2 separate regions of the Macaca mulatta genome follow, and region 1 is linked to region 2. The links are chromatin contacts, called in public Hi-C maps. All regions are on one chromosome and are shown on one strand. Each heading gives the region's core, a stretch centred on a gene start, on an enhancer-like site or on the middle of the called end of the contact. The rest is flanking DNA. Distances are from core to core; before and after follow the strand shown.

What was found. Hi-C and Micro-C count contacts between places; a contact is called where the count stands out from the background.
Region 1: a contact with region 2 is called in a Hi-C map of fetal cortical plate, with 1.6 times the contacts expected there. The contact joins the promoter of ZNF227 here to the promoter of ZNF226 in region 2. A contact is called at or near these places in 2 of 14 Hi-C or Micro-C datasets (cortical neurons and fetal cortical plate).

What each region holds. Positions count from the first base shown.
Region 1 is chr19:56,598,477-56,603,031 of T2T-MMU8v2.0, forward strand. It overlaps ZNF227 (zinc finger protein 227), which reads left to right and starts at 2,398. Exons shown (of 9, transcript XR_013410792.1): 1 at 2,398-2,623; 2 at 2,946-3,104.
Region 2 is chr19:56,550,163-56,554,867 of T2T-MMU8v2.0, forward strand. ZNF226 (zinc finger protein 226) reads left to right here and starts at 3,141. Exons shown (of 8, transcript XM_077983224.1): 1 at 3,141-3,197; 2 at 3,806-3,856. It overlaps LOC144337580 (a long non-coding RNA gene), which reads right to left. Exons shown (of 2, transcript XR_013410797.1): 2 at 3,803-4,560. It overlaps ZNF234 (zinc finger protein 234), which reads left to right. Exons shown (of 7, transcript XR_013410793.1): 7 at 1-380.

The DNA of each region.
Region 1 (4,555 bases), core at 1,148-3,647, 48 kb after region 2:
CACAGTAATCAAAAGTTGATATGTGGTTATTGATAATATTTTAATGATCAAAGCAAATTTTTGTAGAAACCTTCCATCCATAATTTATGTGTCCTGTGTTTATCACCTGAGGTTAACATTTGCTAACTTTTTATAGGGTAGTCATGAATCAGGCAGAATTTCCAATGTTTTAGGTGTATTTATTCATTTGTACCTGATATCAACCCTATTATAGTCTCCATTTTACAAATGAAGAAAAAAGGGACAGAAGAAATGGAAGCACTAGTATTTTAATCTAGGAAGCTTCATACTAAGTCTGTAATCTTGGCTACTACACACTACTTTTATTAGTTTCCAAGGCAAGAACTCACAGTAAATCTTCCTAGAGCAGGGAATATTTAAGCTATGGATGAAGACTGTCACCCAGGAGGGAAAAGAGTAGCAGATTATGACAGAGGGGACAGCAAATACAAAGAATTTGAGGCTTTTTGTAGGAGTACAAATAATCCACTATGACTGGACATGTAGAGTGGAAAGTGGATTTGAAGAGAGAAACAGCATCTGGAAAATTCCTGTTTGTGTGACTTGTTAAAGCATTTGAACCTTCTCTTAAGGGCACTGGATAGACATGCAGGTGAAAATAATCAAATTTCCATTTTAGGAGATATACTTAACCTCTCTCTGCCTCTGGACCCCAAAGAGTAAACTAGAGGACATTACATTATTTGTCTTAAAAAAGTTGTGAAAATGGGCTAAGTGCAGTGGCTCATGCCTGTAATCCTAGCACTTTGGTAGGCTGATGTGGGTGGATCACCTGAGGTCAGGAATTCGAGACTAGTCTGGCCAAGATGGCAAAACCCCGTCTCTACTAAAAATACAAAAATTAGCTGGGCGCGGTGGTGGTGCTGGGGGGTGCCTATAACCCCAGCCACTCGCGAGGCTGAGGCAGAAGAATCGCTTGAACCCTGAGTGAGGCGGAGATTGCAGTGAGCCGAGATTGTGCCACTTCACTCCAGCCTGGGCAAAAGAGCGAAACTCCATCTAACAACAACAACAACACGAAAAAAGAAAAGAAAAAAGAAAAAAGTTGTGAAAATATAGCGAGGGTCCCAGAGTCTGAATAGTTTGGACTAGTTCCTGGCACATACTTGGTTCTTTATAAGAGATAGTTATATATAACAGAATAAAGAATATATATTTAGTAAATGAGAACTGCAAACGTACTGTAGTGGATATGTGGATATTTTTAGATATTGCTCTCTTCTTTCAACCCTCAATTCTTGGAAACATCAATTCCATCATACATTTAATAAGCAAATAAAGATCATGGTTTAAACACTGAAGTAATAAACTTGTTCATCTTTCAGAGTCAGAAACTCCTTGAGGAATGAATACAGTGGCCTCAGTTGCTTTGAGGAGTTGATCATACAATATGCCAAAGCTTGTGTTTTCTATGTCTAGCTATCTTCAGCAAGCAAGCTATTCTGAATTATATGACTGTGCTATTAACAAAAGTGGAAATCCACAATATATTCTGCCTTCCTTGCATTTTTTGGTTGTTCTTTCATTCTTTTTGTAACTAAAGAGTAGTTTTCCTATTAGTTGATCCTGTTAAATGTGAAAAAGGGTTTCCCCTGCCTTTTTTGGGGACGTGGTGGGTATAATTCTATTAGTACAGGATCACATGATCTGCTTCTTATAAACGTTTGTTTTATTTTTTGTTTTTCTGAGACAGAGTCTCACTCTGTCACCCAGGCTGGAGTGCAGTGGCACGATCTTGGCTCACTGCAACCTCCACCTCCCGGGTTCAAGTGTTTCTTCTGCCTCAGCCTCTCAAGTAGCTGGGACTACAGGCGCGCGCCACCACACCCGGCTAATTTTTATATTTTTAGTAGAGACAGGGTTTCATCATATTGGCCCAGGCTGGTCTCGAACTCGTGACCAAGTGATCTGCCCCCTCCAGCCCCCCAGCCTCCCAAAGTGCTGGGCTTACAGGCGTGAGCCACCGCGCCCGGCCTATAATCTTTTTTTTATTTTAGGGCTCCAATTCTTCACACATTTGCTGTTACTTTTTGTTAATAAGAAAAACCTAAATTCCACTGAAATCAGAGAACTGCTTCGGCCTGGCTAAACAGCAAGAAGCCATAAAGGGGATTCTGGATGTTGTAGTCCGGGAGCTCCGAGAATTTGGAGGTTCTTTTGTCACACTCTCGGTAACCCTCTCTCACTCGCTCTTTCTCTTCCTTTTTTGTTTGTTTGTTTGTTTGTTTTTTAAGCGCGAAGAGGGCGACAGCTGGATGATTCTTGCTCCTGGGAATTCTGGGAAACGTATTCCAGAACTCTGTCCGGAAACAATTGGGCCTCAGGAGCGCGGGCCTTCTGGGAAGGGTAGTTCAAGAGCTCTGGGCAGGGAGAGCCACTTCCGCCCCAGAAAGCGAGGCTGCCACCATCTTTTGGGTCTGGGAGGTGAGTCAACCCGTCACCCACCACGACCCCTCTTGAACCTTTTCAGCCTCCGCTTGGGAATAGGCGCACCCCAGCCATCAGTCTTAGGATGGAGAGGTCGCGGCCGCGGCGGAGGCCGAGAGGCCGAGGGTGGAAGTTTGCTCTCCTCCTGGACTTGGCGAGCAGCGCCGCTACTTCTGTGGGTATAATAAACAGCGAGTTAACTATGATCCGCGCTCCTATTTCCTCATCTTTAAAATAGCAGTAAAGATAGTAGTTACTGGGTAGGGTTGTAATTAGAATTAAACAAGATAATACGCGTGAAACCTTAGAACAGTGGTGGCACCAGATACTGGGTTGGCTTGTGCTGGTTATACAGTGATTACCTCACAAGCGCCCTTGTTACTGGAAGCTCCAGTGAAGAGAGAAGAAAGGTCAGGGCTTTATGTCTTGACGTATCCTTCAGGAGACCGAGCTCTTTCCGAACTTTTACTGATTTTTTTTTTTTTTTTTTTTTTAAGGAAGGATTGAGTCCTCGAGCTCCAATGCGTGGGGATATTTACTGCCATTTATCCGGGATGGAGACTCCATCGTGCTGACAGCGTCCTTTTATTCACCGGCTCCTAATTCGCAAAGAGGAGGAAGGAGGGACTTCTTGGCTTCTCCCAGCATAGCCCCAGGTACCTGCTCTTGAACGCACTTTGTTGCTCCGTTTTCTGCCCTTTCAGTTAGTCAAGTTTCCTTCACTCAGTAAGTTACTACTGAAAAATGATGAAATATTTGTTGAATAAATGTGAGAGTGGGTAGGAAAGCTATTTGGAAATGAGTATTACCAATAACATCTTACCACTTTGATTTTAAGCCTTTCGTCTGTGGACCATAGCTATTGATGAAGTAGGTCTAGTTATTATGTTATGAGGCAATTAGGCAGAGCTTATGTTATTAAATACTTTCCCGAAGTTATTCAACTGATAGTAAGAGGTGGATTTGGGATTGAACCCAAGCATTCCTTTTCAGAGTGTGTGATCTTTTTTGTTTGTTTTTGTTTCTTCGGTTTTTGTTGTTTATTTTCTATTCCTTTTTCAGTGTCTGTGATCTTAATGATATAGTCATCTTCAGTTATCTTAAATAGTAATCCATATGGCTACAGGTGAGTCGTTGGAAATCAGCCTTGGGAATGTAGGTATAGATTTTACTGTGGAAGACCTCAAAAACTGCACTGATGAATTTTGAATTTTTTAGAAAAATCTTACAACATCTCACTTAATTTCATTCCATGTCAAAATATGTCATATTCTGGTTATAGAAGTAATGAATGCTTATTATAGGATGCACTATCCAATCCAGTAGCTGTAAGCCATGTGTGCCCTAGGAGCACTTGAAATGTGTCTAGTTCAAATTGAGATGTGCTATAAGTGTTAAATACACACTGGATTTCAAAAACTTTGTGCAAAAAGTGTAAGATGCCTTACTGACAATTTTTTGTATTATTTGTCAAAATGGTAATATTTTGGATTCAATGGCTTAAATAAAATATATTGTTAAAATTAACTTTGCCTATTTTTGTTTGTTTTTGTTTTGCCTTTTTTATATGTCACTGCTAGAAAATTTAAAATTACGTATGTGTCTCAGTATATTTCTATTGGACAGTGATTCAGAAAACATAAGAATAAAGAAAAAATTACTTATAATAAAACTGCTGACACTTTATAGTGTTTCTCTTTAGTATTTGCTATGGATGTTTCTCAAAATAGGTTTGGTATTCTGTGTAGTTTTTTTCTTAATATATTATGAAAATTTTCTTTTTTTCTTTCTTTCTTTCTTTCTTTTTTTGTGATACGGAGATTCACTCTTGTTGCCCAGGCTGGAGTGCAATGGCACAATCTCAACTCACTGCAACCTCCACCTCCCAGGTTCAAGTGATTATCCTGCATCAGCCTCTTGAGTAACTTAGGGATAGCAGGTGTGTGCCACCATCCCCAACTAATTCTTGTATTTTTGGTAGAGACAGGGTTTCACCATGTTACTCAGGCTAATCTCAACCTCCTGACCTCAGGTGATCCGTCCACTTCGGCCTCCCAAAGTGCTGGGATTATAGGCATGAGCCACTGCGCCCAGCTGAAAAATTTCA
Region 2 (4,705 bases), core at 1,891-4,390:
TCTCTACTAAAAATACAAAAATTAGCCGGGCGTGGTGGCAGGTGCCTGTAATCCCAGCTACTCAGGAGGCTGAGGCAGGAGAATCACTTGAACCCAGGAGATGGAGGTTGCAGTGAACCGAGGTCACGCCATTGCACTCCAGCCTGGGCAACAAGAGTGAAACTCTGTTAAAGAAAAAAAAAAAAAATCTAAGTTGCTTGCTCCTTGTGAGAATAAAATGATAAATGTAATGTGCTTGAATCATCCCCAAACCATCCCCATCCCCTTCACCTCACCTTGTGGAAAAATATTGTCTTCTGCAAAGCTGGTCCCCTGTGCCAAAAAGGTTGGGAACTGCTGGATTAAAGGGCTTTACTCAATAAATTATATCTAAGTGGGGAGACTTTTTTCCACTATTGATTTTCTTCAGTATACCTTCACTGGATGCTTGCTAGTCATTAAGGTCCATGCTACCTCAATTTGCATGGTGTGCTGAGAATTGGTAATACCACCTTCACATTCTTGTAATTCACTAGGAGGACTCAAGACACCCTATGTTATCATAGTCACTATGATTTATTATAGTAAAATATATAAAGTAAGTTGAGCAAAGGGAAAATGTGCATGGGATGAAGTCCAGAAGAAATCAGGTACAAGCTTCCAATAATCCTCTTCCTGTGGAATCATTCATGATGTACTGTTTCTTCAGCATTGAATTGTAACATGTGAAATGTTTATCCCGGAAGCTCAATGGAGACTTAGTGCCCTAGGCACTGTGTTGTGTTTTGTTTGTTTTGTTCTGGAACTGGTCACATAGGCCAGCTTGGGCCAAAATTCTAGATTCCCAGAAGGAATTCAGCATAAATCACATTATACAAATAGCTGGGGCATGGTGAGCCACTCTTATCAGGGAATTCTGGAAATCCTCCTGAAATTCAAGTTCCTGAACACCAGTCAAGGACTAACCTTGTATCTTGTGCTGCTATAACAGAATACCACAGATTAGGTAATTTATAAACAATATAAATTTATCTGTCACAGTGCTTGAGGCTGGGAAGTCCATAGTGAAGATGCTGGCAGGTTTAATGTCTGGTGAGGGCTGCTGCTTTCTGCTTCCAATATGGCATCTAGTTGCTGCATCTTCTGGAGGAGACAGGTGCTATGTCCTCATATGGTGGGAGCAATGAAAGAGCAAGAAGGGATTAAGTTTTAACAAGGTAACACCATCAAACTATAGCCTGTTGCAAGCAGGCCTTTTAAGTATAACAGCCTCAGGCCTATGTTAACTCTTTTCTGAACACAGGGCTTCAGAAATCCAGTACCTATATTCTTTTCTTTTTCTTTCTTTGTATGACCAGATACTACATTAGGTCATCTTCCTTCAAGGTAATTTGTAACCAAAACTAGTAGACTAAACCAAATAATTTCTTGCCCCTCCACCCCATAACTGATGACTGTAGGTACAGTCTACATCTACCTTCCTTGTGACCTGAGTCTTCAGGTTAGTCACAAGATAGCTGTAGAAACTGGGAGCTATCTGGCTTTATTTGTTTTTGGTTGGTGGTTGGTTGTTCACAGTCAAGAGGAGAGAACTGTCTCATTTCTAGTATTGTATAGTTCATGTCTCCCAAAATGCATGGCTACTCTAACTCCCATCCACACTCAAGATTAACTCCTTAGCTCTTACCTAGTATGCCCAGCCCTTGTGGGATAATTCAGTTTTGCCATCTGTGGGCTTGACTTTCCTGTTCATCTTTGGCCCTTGGGATTTCCCTGTCTTAGCTTTGAGTTTAGCTACATTTTAACACTTAGGGGATACTGTCACATAACATTTTTGTGTCTTTGAAAAGATCCACGATATTGTGCAATGATTACCACTATCTAATCCTAGAACTCTTTCGTCTGCTCCCAAAAGAAACCCCCTACATGAGCTGGGTGTGGTGGTGCATGCCTGGAGTCTCAGCTACTCAGGGGGCTGATGGGGGAGGATCACTTGAGCCCAGGAATTTAAGGCTGCAGTATGCTATGATCATGCCTGTGAATAGCCACTGTACTTCATTCTGGGAAACATAACAAGACGCTGTCTCTAAAAAAGTAAGAAAAAAAAAAACAAACCCTAGGTATTAACAGTCACTCCCCATTCCCAGCTACATCTCCCCAGGCCTGGAAACAACTAATTTACTTTCTGTCTCTATGGATTTGCCTATTCTGCACATTTGATACAAATGGAATCATACCACATATGGTTTCTTGTGTCTGGCTTCTTTCATTTGGCATAATGTCGTCAGAGTTCATCTATGTTGTAACATGAATCAGTATCTTGTTCATTCACATTACTAAATATTGCATTATATGGATAGACCACATTTTGTTTATCCACTCATCAGTTGATGGACATTGGGTCGTATCCACTTTGACTATTATGACTAATGCTGCTATGAACTTTTTTAGAACAAGTTTTTGTGTGGACATGTTTCAGTTCTCTTGGGTATTTACTTAGGAGTGGAATTGCTGGCACATAGCCCAAGATTGGGTGCCAGCAGATTCAGTGTCTGGTGAGGTCCCACTTTCTAAGTTATACATGGTCCTTCTGGCTGTGTCCTCACATAACTAAAGAGGCGAAGGAGCTCCCTCAGGCCACCTCTAAGAGAGCATTAATGCTAGTCATGAGGGCATTGCCCTTTTGATCTGATCACTTCCCATAGGTTCCACCTCCTAATACCATCATCTTGGGAGTTAGGATTTCAACATATGAATTTGGTGGGGGCCATAAAACACTCAGACCATAATAATACCTAAAGAGAAGTGAGGGATTCTGGGAAATGAAAACCAGGAGCTCAAGGTAGTTGAGTACTACCACATCAGAAGGTACTTCCACATCAGGTACTTCCACATCAGAAGGGTTGGATATTCCGGAAGTGTAGTCCAGGAGGGCGGTACTGTTCTGTTTTTCCCCCAACTCTAGTATTCTGTGATATGTAGTCCGGAGCTCCGTGTACTCGCACATACCTCAGCTACAGTTAAGGCTGTAAACATTTCCCCTGGAATCCTGGGAACTACAGTCCAATCTTTCCAGGTAGTTGTGGGCACTTCCGGCTCGAGGAAGGCAGTGCTGTGGAATTCTGGGAAGTGTAGTCCCGGTGCTCTTGATAATTGCAGGCACTTCCGCCCAGGAAGACGACGTAGCAGCCATCTTTTCCCCGGCTCTGGTGATTCAGGTCAGCTTCTCAGGAACCTTTCAAACTTCCCCGAAATGGGCTTGTGTCAACAACTAGCGGTCTTTTGTTTGGAGAAAAAAAGGAGTAGCGGCAAAGAGCGGCGGTTTGAGGGGCCAGGATGGTCTTTTGCGTTTCCCTCGACGGAGCTTGTTTGCATTGGGGGCGTAGTGGCTTCGTGCGGTTGGGGTGATGCTTCGTCGGGTTTGAAGGTCTCTTGGGCTATTCGCTCCCTCATTGTGACTCCCCCACCTGATGAGCCAGCCCTACCACTTCATACAGTATCACACTGGGCGAGTTAGTTAATCCCCGTACCTTCGTTTGCTGTTCTGAAGGAAAATGAAAGCCATACCTTCCTAATGTTTTGAGAGAAAACGAGGTAGTACAAAAAGTTTAAAACTGCCTGGCATGTGAATTACCAATACTACTAAAATTTCCCTAGAAACTCCCATTTTGTAGCGAACTCCTGGGAGCCCATGAAGCTGGATTGCCTCTGACCTCTTTTTAGGAAGGAGAGGGTTGCTTCTAACTGGTACTGGGAGATGCCACTGTGATGTATCGGGGATGGAGACATAATTCTAGTTATTTCACAGCCCCTTTTTCTTCCCCAGCGCTGACTTCTCAAAAAGCACTGCACAGAGGAGGAGGCAGCAGAGCCCCATGTGAGTAAGATTTGTTATTATTCTTGTTTTATTCACATAAATCAGAGAATGTGTGGGTCATGTATTTAGGCATGAGAAGTGGTTATAATTTAGCGTTAGTTGCTAAGTTCCATTCTAAGGGATTTATACAAATGAACACCTTTCCACTATACAGTGGCTCTGTGAAGTGATACTCTTTTTCCGAGGAGACTGGGACATAAGAACGTAACTTGTTTGCTGATAGCCACCCAGCTAGTAGGAGGCAGAGCTAGCATTGAAAGCGAGACAGTCTGAGTCTAGACCTGAGTTTTCTTTGGTATGTTCTCCATGAGCCATAGGCAACTGGCTGGTATCATGTGAAAATAGGTTGGGACTTCACTCAAGGTTTGGGCTATTCTGTTAGTTTTAAAAAATAGTGGCTGGGCGCGCTGGCTCATGCCTGTAATCCCAGCACTTTGGGAGGCTGAGGCAGGCAGACCACTTGAGGCCAGGAGTTTGAGACGAGTTTGGCCAGCATGGCGAAACCCCATCTCTACTAAAAATAAAAAATTAGCCAGCCATGGTGGCAAACACCTGTAATCCCAGTAGCTTGGGAGGCTGGGACAGGCGAATCGCTTGAACCCGGGTGGCAAGGTTGCTGTGAGCTGAGATCACACTGCTGCACTCCAGCCTGGGCAACTGAGCAAGACTCTCAAAAACAGAAAAGAGTTTTTAAAAATAGTTTTCTTGGCCGGGCACGGTGGCTCACACCTGTAATCCTAGCACTTTGGGAGGCCGAGGCGGGCGGATCACGAGGTCAGGAGATCGAGACCATCCTGGCTAACACAGTGAAACCCTGTCTGTACTAAAAATAAAAAAAATAAAAAAATT